Regions from separate parts of the Mus musculus genome. Here region 1 is linked to region 2. The links are chromatin contacts, called in public promoter capture Hi-C maps. All regions are on one chromosome and are shown on one strand. The core of a region is the stretch at or near the end of the contact, and the rest is flanking DNA. Distances in the headings are between cores, read along the strand shown.

Evidence for each region. Capture Hi-C pulls out chosen DNA fragments and counts their contacts.
Region 1: a promoter capture Hi-C map of adipose tissue shows a contact between it and region 2. The contact joins two enhancer-like sites. A contact is called at or near these places in 2 of 39 promoter capture datasets (embryonic stem cells and liver), 2 of 15 datasets of contacts at CTCF or cohesin (large pre-B cells and pro-B cells), 1 of 484 Hi-C or Micro-C datasets (Th2 cells), 1 of 115 datasets of contacts at active chromatin or transcription factors (embryonic stem cells) and 2 of 9 other capture datasets (adipose tissue and liver).

What each region holds. Positions count from the first base shown.
Region 1 is chr5:25,024,612-25,028,799 of GRCm38.p6, reverse strand. Prkag2 (protein kinase, AMP-activated, gamma 2 non-catalytic subunit) reads left to right here. Exons shown (of 16, transcript NM_145401.2): 2 at 264-335. Among named protein-coding and RNA genes, the nearest start is that of 1500035N22Rik, 41 kb to the right of the region's middle. Within about 2 kb of position 2,884, at least 65 of the 459 cell types and tissues checked have an H3K27ac peak or open chromatin away from gene starts, as enhancers often do. A contact at or near this core is called in adipose tissue, where this site is marked.
Region 2 is chr5:24,868,840-24,872,835 of GRCm38.p6, reverse strand. Prkag2 (protein kinase, AMP-activated, gamma 2 non-catalytic subunit) reads left to right here. Exons shown (of 16, transcript NM_145401.2): 12 at 1,177-1,342; 13 at 1,744-1,781; 14 at 3,559-3,705. Among named protein-coding and RNA genes, the nearest start is that of Rheb, 28 kb to the right of the region's middle. Within about 2 kb of position 1,370, at least 69 of the 459 cell types and tissues checked have an H3K27ac peak or open chromatin away from gene starts, as enhancers often do. A contact at or near this core is called in adipose tissue, where this site is marked.

The sequences.
Region 1 (4,188 bases), core at 1,635-4,134, 150 kb before region 2:
TCTAAGGCCGTCTTCTGAGCCTTGGCAGGAGACTCAAGATTTCAATACAGGGCCAGAGGTTCAAGTCTCAGTTCCACTGTTTCCATAGTCTGGTAGCCAGAGGGAGGGACACAGCGTCTCTGTAGACCACTTCATTCCTCCCAGTATCCTTACAAGTGTGTGGACCCTAGGAGGCCTGTCAGAGAGGGAGGTGGGTCCCTCCCAGAGCATGCACACGTGCCCCGTGGGCCATGGCTTTGACTGTGTGCTCTCTTACCCCCCAGGACCTGAGTTCCTTTGCCATGCCGCTCCTGGATGGAGATGTGGAGAATTCAGAAAAGCATTCATCTCGGAAGGTAAGACCTCCCTTTGCAAAGCTTCTCACGACCCCACCTGAGAAGCCCCCAAAGCAGGCAGAGTCCGAGACACCCTTCCAAGTTTACGTGTTTGGGGCTCACACCAGCATGTGGGGTGGCTGTGGCTGAGCCAGCCTGAGCCAGTGCCCCTCACAGGGTGATTAATGCCTCCTGTGTTGCTGGCTGCTTCAAGGCTATTAGCCATACAGGGCCAGGCAAAGAGTCAGGTTGTGGCAGGTGAGGGGTCACAGTGGCCATCAGAGGGGGTCAAGGCAGCCTGCAGGTTTCCCCTGCAGTTGGGAAGTGGCATCCTAGCAACCACTGACCCAAGTGCAAAAATTTTGGTGGGTAGGGGGTGCAGCATCTCAGAGTGGCTGCCCAGCGCTCTCCAGCCTGGATTAGGGTAGGAGTTCCCATCCTGGAAAAAGGGAGTCTATTCTCATTTGATGCCCAGCATTTGAATCGCATACAATTGAATCAACAAATTGGTTTAGACCCATGAGGCTCACTTGGCAGTCAGTCCCCTGCCCTGCCCTGCCCTACCCAAACAACCTTATTAGCAGTTATTGTGACCCAGCCAGAAAGACCGTCATTAAATGGCCTGGGGCCTGGGCTGGCAGGCGCCATCAAGCTCAGAGACTGCAGTGTAGCCAGGTCAAGTCCTCTGGTCCTCTGCCCTGTTGTGCTCCACGTAGTCATTCCTGCATGGGAAAACCACTGGAACCAAGGCTGTGGCAGAGGTGCTCCAAGGGAGTTGGGGATCTCCCTGGTGGCCCCAGAAGTCCAGAGAGAGGCTGTAGTGAGCACTGACAGTCAGCTGAGAGGGAAAGACAATGGAAGTCATCTCACCTTCCTGCATTTGCTCAGAAATAGCCCAACCCATCCTCTGTGCCTCGTGCAGGAGGGTCGGTGACCAGGAGGAGTGGCTCATACAGTGACAGCAGCATCAGATGCTATAGATGACCAGGGACCACGGGGCAGTGGTGGCGCACGCCTTTAATCCCAGCACTCGGGAGGCAGAGGCAGGCGGATCTCTGAGTTCGAGGCCAGTCTGGTCTACAAAGTGAGTTCCAAGACAGCCAGGGCTACACAGAGAAACCCTGTCTCAGAAAACCAAAAAAGAAAAAAGAAAAAAAAAGAAGAAGAAGAAGAGTACGACGACAAAGACGACCAGGGACCGTAGAACACACTCCTCTCCCACATCAGCAATCTCTAGATGCAGCTTGGGGCCAGGGCCTCTCCTGAGCAGCTCTGTGTGATGGGAAGAGGTGCTGGGGTCAGGAGCTAGGAGTTCCCATGGGTATTGCAGCCTGGTGCTCAACCCATAGAGCACCTGCTCCTGGGCCACTGTCTCTCAGCCCTCAGGAACCTCTTGTGTGGGTGACAGCAAGAGGGAGACAGGGAGGTGACAGGCATCTACAACATTGTCTCTTTTGCCTTAGAAAGGCATGCCTCTGCCCTTGCTCCGTTCTTCACAACATGGAACTTGTGGAAACATCTGAGGGACCTTCTGTTAGATTTCTACATATGTCTGGCCCTTTCTGAGGATGTGATGGAAGAGGCCCAAGGTGGATTAGGGATGCTACTGGGCTTTCACGGCAGAAGGGTGTGAACAAGGGAGCAGGTAGACCAGAAGAGGACAGACAGGGCAGTGAGGTCTGTCCTCGGGAACCACATTGGATGAATGAGGCAGTCCATGTGAGGGTCACGAGTCACATCCGCTTGTGCAGGTATGGGTGGCTGTGGAGCTGAGCAGAGAACTCAGTGTTCAAGACACGTTTCCTTAAGTCAGCTTACATATAAGCCAGCCTCGTCGTCTCGTGGGGCTGATGTTCTTCTTCGCTAGCCCTGCTCCTCGGCTTTTCCTAAGGTAGCACACTCGCACGTACTGTGTTTAGCTGCCGAAACTCCATCATCATGATGAAAGCACAACACTGCCTCCCTCCCTCGTGACTGATTTGCAGCTGAGCTGGACCTGAGTACAGGCTGCTCAGTGCTATGGAGTGTGTCCCCACTGTACCCTTAATGTCCTGAACTTCAGGCTTGGGGGACTGAGTATCCTAAACAGGACACATCCCACACCCCAGTGCTCTTAACTACCTAAGGGGCTGTCTGAGAACATCATCGATAGGAAAATGGGACTCCCGTGTCTCCTCTCTACACACTCTGTCTCCTGTCCTCCAGTTCTTTGTCATAATAACTGTCTCTGCCTAGCACTCTGGTCAGCTGATGGTGTGACTCTAGTATATAGCTAATGAGTCAGAACTAACCAAAGAGAGTCAATGTTGCTCGCCACCTCGGGCTGGCCAGCCACACTGCAGGAGCTGATCAGAGGGGTCTGTGGAATGGCCTGCAGATGCCCAGCAAACAACTCTGCGATCCCTGACCAACAATCCTCCCATCCCTAGCCGTCTCCACGTGGCCGTAGACAAGACAGTCTCTCTCTGAACGTGCCTTCTCACATACCAACCAGGGCCAGGAGTTGTGCCTGCCAGAAGGATCAAGGATTAGATGACATCACCGAGGAGCAGGCGCAGAGGGTGCAGGAAGGGCGGTCAGCACAAGCAGGACTGAGACTCCGAGAAGAGGAACACCCACGTACCGCTCGCTTGCTCTCAGGGAGTGTCCCCTGGGAGAGGCTGCAGACATGGCTTGATTTCTGCCCACTGCTGGCTGAGAACTGATCTCAGATCCTCTGGAGATGAGCCCACAGCAGAGCCCTGGGAACTTAGTGCAGCAGCTCCCACTTCTGTCTCTTCCAGCCGGAGGCGCTGGACTCAACACTGGATTCCAAGGCTGGCGCTTATGTCCCCGGCTTTTGGATTTCCCAGCTGCCTTCCTGGCTCCTTTGACCCCTGTTCTCTGCTTCTATCTTCAAGAGCATGGATACCCTGTCTTGCCAAACCCTCATGGTCAGTCCTGAAGCCAGCCCCCACTGGGCTCCTTCCTCCCACTGCCTCCTCTTCTCTTTTGTGGAAAAACAAGCTCAGATAAGACCAGAGCAGGGGCTGTCCCTAGTCTCAGCTTCCTGACAAACATGGAATGTTCCCTCTGGGAAACTCTGCCTTCCAGGGCCCAAGTGCCTACTCTCCATTAGCTCCTAAGAAGCAGGCATACAGTTGGGAGGGAGGCTCACCCATACACAGAGAGAGAGTCATCCAGCTATGTTGATCAGAGTATCAGTTTGCTTCGACTAGCCTAATAGCCTGGTGCCTAGGCATCCCTAGTGGCTCTAAAGGCGCCCATGGTCTGCTGTTTCCTGCCAGCCTTATCCAGGAAACAGGCAGGGAAGGGTTCCATCTTCAGGGACAGGTCTCTGTAGGAGAGTTCAGGCAGGGCCCAGCATCCTATGTTCTTTGGCTATTTTTAGGAGAAGAAAGTAGAAGGTCTGTTTTCTGGGGTTCCCTTTTCTAACTCCTAGGGCCTGCAATTCTGAATATAGAATGGGTTCTCAGTCAGTGGGGTCTCAGGGGCTCCTTGCCAATCAAAAAAGATTCAGGTCTTTTATGGCATTTAGCTCCACTCTTTGTATGAGTTTCTGAGTAAACTGTGTGTTAGCCCTCTGTATCTGAGACCTGGCTCCTTCTCCAGTCCCACTCCAGAATGCCTCCTCTACCTTGCCCACCTTCCTGCCCACCAGACTCCAGGTCTTCCCTGATCTAGGGTCCTGTGAGAGGTGGGCTTGTTGTCCTGGCATCCCTTCATCTGCTTCCCCCCTGGTCTGTGGTCTTCTGGGGCCACTGCTTCCCTGTCTGCCTTTGTCTTCTTGCACTTGCCTGGGACATCTCTTCATCAGAGCAAGCTATATGGCATAGAGGAGTGCTGTGGGCCAGTCTTCAGGGACTCTAAAGGT
Region 2 (3,996 bases), core at 121-2,620:
CTGGTGGCTCAGCCTCTGGAGCCCATGTGTGACAGCTGGCCACTGGCAGGCACTGTGCTGGGGGCTTTGCATGAGGTGTCCTTACGCAACGAAGTCCCCTGGTGCTGTTAGCACTTATTCATGGTGTCACTCATCTAATCTGAAGAGAAGGAAGTTGCCTTAATTTGGGCAAATATGGCAGGTAGAAACTTGCAGCCAGAATATTCAGCCAGGAGTTCTCAGATAGAAAAAAAAATACATATTTTTAAATAAACAAACACGATGGCCTGATTTTTACTGGACCAGGATCGTTCTGGGGAAGGGTAGTGATACCCTCCCCAGCATGCAAAAGGCAGGCAGTGAAGCGGGGATTTCTGTGGTGAGATGGATTAGGTGACCTAATAGGTCTCTCTCTCTCTCTTTTTTTTTCTCTAAATTTCTAGGAGTCTCATGATTTGAATATTGATGAACTCTTTGACTTGAACATTTTGTTTCTTCTAATTGTTCATCTTTTCCTGATAATTATAAGGTACACCAGGAAGATGGCATCAACTCTGCCCTTTATAAAAGGTGGATCTTTGAAACCATAGACATTTTTCTGTTGTAGTCCAGCCTGATCCTAGACTTTCTGCAGTTTACCCCTCCTCCTCTGAGGTAGTAAGAAAAGGGAAGTGCATTTTCAAAGGTCTGTCTGCTTTGTTCAGCCGGCCTGTTCTTTGTTAATAGTGAGAAATTGGGTCCATCCGGGAAGCGTGCGGTCATTGGAGGTGGGAACAAGGAGCAGCTTAGTCGTAGCCAGTCAGGCCTAGGATCTGCAAACACACAGGGCTTCCTGTCGCTTCAGATCCCAGGGCTGAATAGAAATCACCTAAGAATAAAGGGGTCACTCAGTGCTGGCTTTCAGGTCTTAGTTTCCCAGACAAACCTGTCGATCTCATCTTCCTACGGTTTTGGTTCAAAGAGAAGGGAAACTGAATATCTAGAATCGCTTCTTATACAAAGACAACGTGTGGTTAGCTGGTTTGAGAGAGACAGTTCTGATGGATAACACTTTCATGACAATGAGACACCAAGCTAACTGTTAGGAAAGACTTGCCTTTAATTTGTTGAACATAGTTCTTCATTCAGATCTGGATGTATGCACACTGAGAGGTCATGCTAGGGTTCTAGAACATTCTCACGTCTCTTCTTGCTCAGATGTCTGACATGCCAAAGCCTGCCTTCATGAAGCAGAACCTGGATGAGCTTGGAATCGGAACGTACCACAATATTGCCTTCATTCACCCAGACACTCCCATCATCAAAGCCTTGAACATCTTCGTGGAGAGACGGATATCCGCATTGCCTGTGGTGGATGAGTCAGGTCTGTGAGGCCACGCCTGCTCCTGGGCCTGGATGAGTGGGAAGTGAGCGAGCAGACAGCGGAGGAGGAGCGAGTGCTGGGCTGCGGCTCAGTAGTCATCAGTCAGGAAAATAACTTTAAGCAGGCTCCGTTTTCAGTTTACATCAAAATACCCTCTCCTGCTTACTTCTAAACAAGCCCGTTTGTTTTACTGAACACTGTTATCCACAGTAGTTACCTAGTTAAGACTGAGATAGATTAGATAGATAGATAGATAGATAGATAGATAGATAGATAGATAGATAGATAGGTAGCTAGGTAGATAGGTAGATAGGTAAGTAGATAGGTAGATAGGTAGATAGATAGATTTTTTTTCATTACTGTTCCTAAAATGTTTTTCTAACATATGTTTTCATTTTTAGGAAAAGTTGTAGATATTTATTCCAAGTTTGATGTAATTGTAAGTATTTTTTTCATGTTTTTAAGCCTGTCATTCAGAATGCATTTTAAAACAAATGAAAACTTAAAATACATTAAGTTGTTTATTCCATGATGTAATAATTCCTGACCTTTCCAGTGAAAGTCTTGGAGAATTTCAGTCTCCTCTCAGGGGAGCTATATCTGATAATATTGCTTTACCAGTGAGCCGTGTGTACATCTGTGATGGTCTTTACTCGGGCACTCTGATGGGAGCTCGTTGTCTCCGTCCCTACAGCCCGTGAGCCTTATTTGACCACATTTCTTTTGGGGTTGCTCTGCCGATGGGGGTGCTCAGTGAACACATGAGCTGGGCCCTCATCAGTGCAGATTCCTGCTCAGGTTGGGAGACACTGACCTAAGAAGACAGCCAGGAGACTAAGATCTAGGCCCTAGTCTCCCGCGGTTCTTAAAGCCAAGCACGTCGTGACTGCTGACCTGAGTCCCCTCACTGGTGCCTTTGCCTTTAACACTGGCTGCCCACTCATCTTTAAGATAGTTTTTGAGTTTCATACTGTGTCCAAGAAAGGGAAACTGGTTTGATAGCGGAAACGGACACACATTTTGCTACAGTTTTGACCCTGCCACTAATTATGGTTTTGCAGCTGTTTTTCGGTTCAACCAAAAATAATTTCATTAATCCAGAAATCTTTTCATTAGAACCTTGGATGAATGGACCCACTAAAATCGGTGGGGGTCATGGGAGACTCCGTGGATTTCTGGTCTTCTTGATGTTAACAAGTCCCATACTTCCCGAATAGCTCTGGGAACCCACTGGGAGACTCTGATGCAGGCGCCCTCCCTCTGAGGCATGTCAGCCTCGGCAGATGTCAGTCCATTTCTCAAGAGACACTGCTTATGTGGGGTGTAGAGCCTCCATGGACAAGAGTGGGAGGAGCCTGGCAGAAAATACTTGTTGCAGGAAATATTAAAAAAAATAGAACTGGCACGGTCCAGAGCTTGTGCCTCTGCTCCGGCGGCCTGACCCGCTATGCACTGGCAGGCAATGGCCGACCTGTTTTTATCTCATGGAGACTCTGACTCTGAACTCCACAATCTCTCCACCCAGCTTGCTAGGTTCCCACTGGCAGGTCGTTACCATGCCAACCACGTACTTCAACCCGCCTACTCACCCAGTGATTGGCTCCTTTTTTCATTAGGGGATTGGTTCACAAGAACAGCATCAGGCCCCTCCACAACAGACACTCTCAAAATGTAACCTGTCAGAGATTAACAGTACATGATGTGAGTCTCGAGGACCAGAGTTCAGATGTCAGTGTTGAGGGTTCACAAACACCCGTACCTCCAGCTTCAAGGGACAGAATGGCCTTTTCCAGCCTCCATGGGTACTGCACATGCATATACTCATACTCACAGAGACATGCATGTGTGTGTGCATGCACACAGGCATAAGTAAAGGAAAATCTCTTTAAATATACAAAACAGCATGACTCAAAATTTAAAAAGGGAGTGGGGGAGAGGTTTAGGGTGTAACTCAGTGGTAGAGCACCTGCCAAGTTTGCATAAAATACTGGGTTCAGTTCCCCACCCTAACAACATAACCACAAATGAACATTTCCGTAATCAAGGTTCACCTAAGAATGTGACTGAGTTTAGTGAGGTAACCATGCTGAAGGCATGATGCTAGCTGGGAAGAGAACTCGGCATGCCAGATTCTACAGTTAATGTTTTTAAAAATCAGCTCACTTATTCATGCAAATGGAAGTGATGGACGTAGTTTTTTCTTATGACTCTTACAGAATCTTGCTGCTGAGAAAACGTACAATAACTTGGACATCACAGTGACCCAGGCCCTGCAGCACCGCTCGCAGTATTTTGAGGGTGTGGTGAAGTGCAGTAAGCTGGAAACACTGGAGACCATCGTGGACAGGATAGTGAGAGCCGAGGTGAGGGACCGCAGCCCAGCACTCAGAGCAAGTCATGAGTAGACGCCTTGGGAGGCTGCGACCCAGCCGGGCCGTGGGGGTGGGGAGGCAGGCCACGGGTTCTGTACAATGGGAGTGGGTTCACGGCATTCTGAACCCCAGAATAGTGTTTGATACACAGATGGGAAGGCTTGCTGAGTTGAGTTTTATGAGGTTTTGTGAGTGGAAAATATTGGCAAGATACTTTCATAGAAAAAAAAGGGAACACTTGAAAACCAAGAGCTGCTTGGGGGGCTTTTAGTCACTGCATCC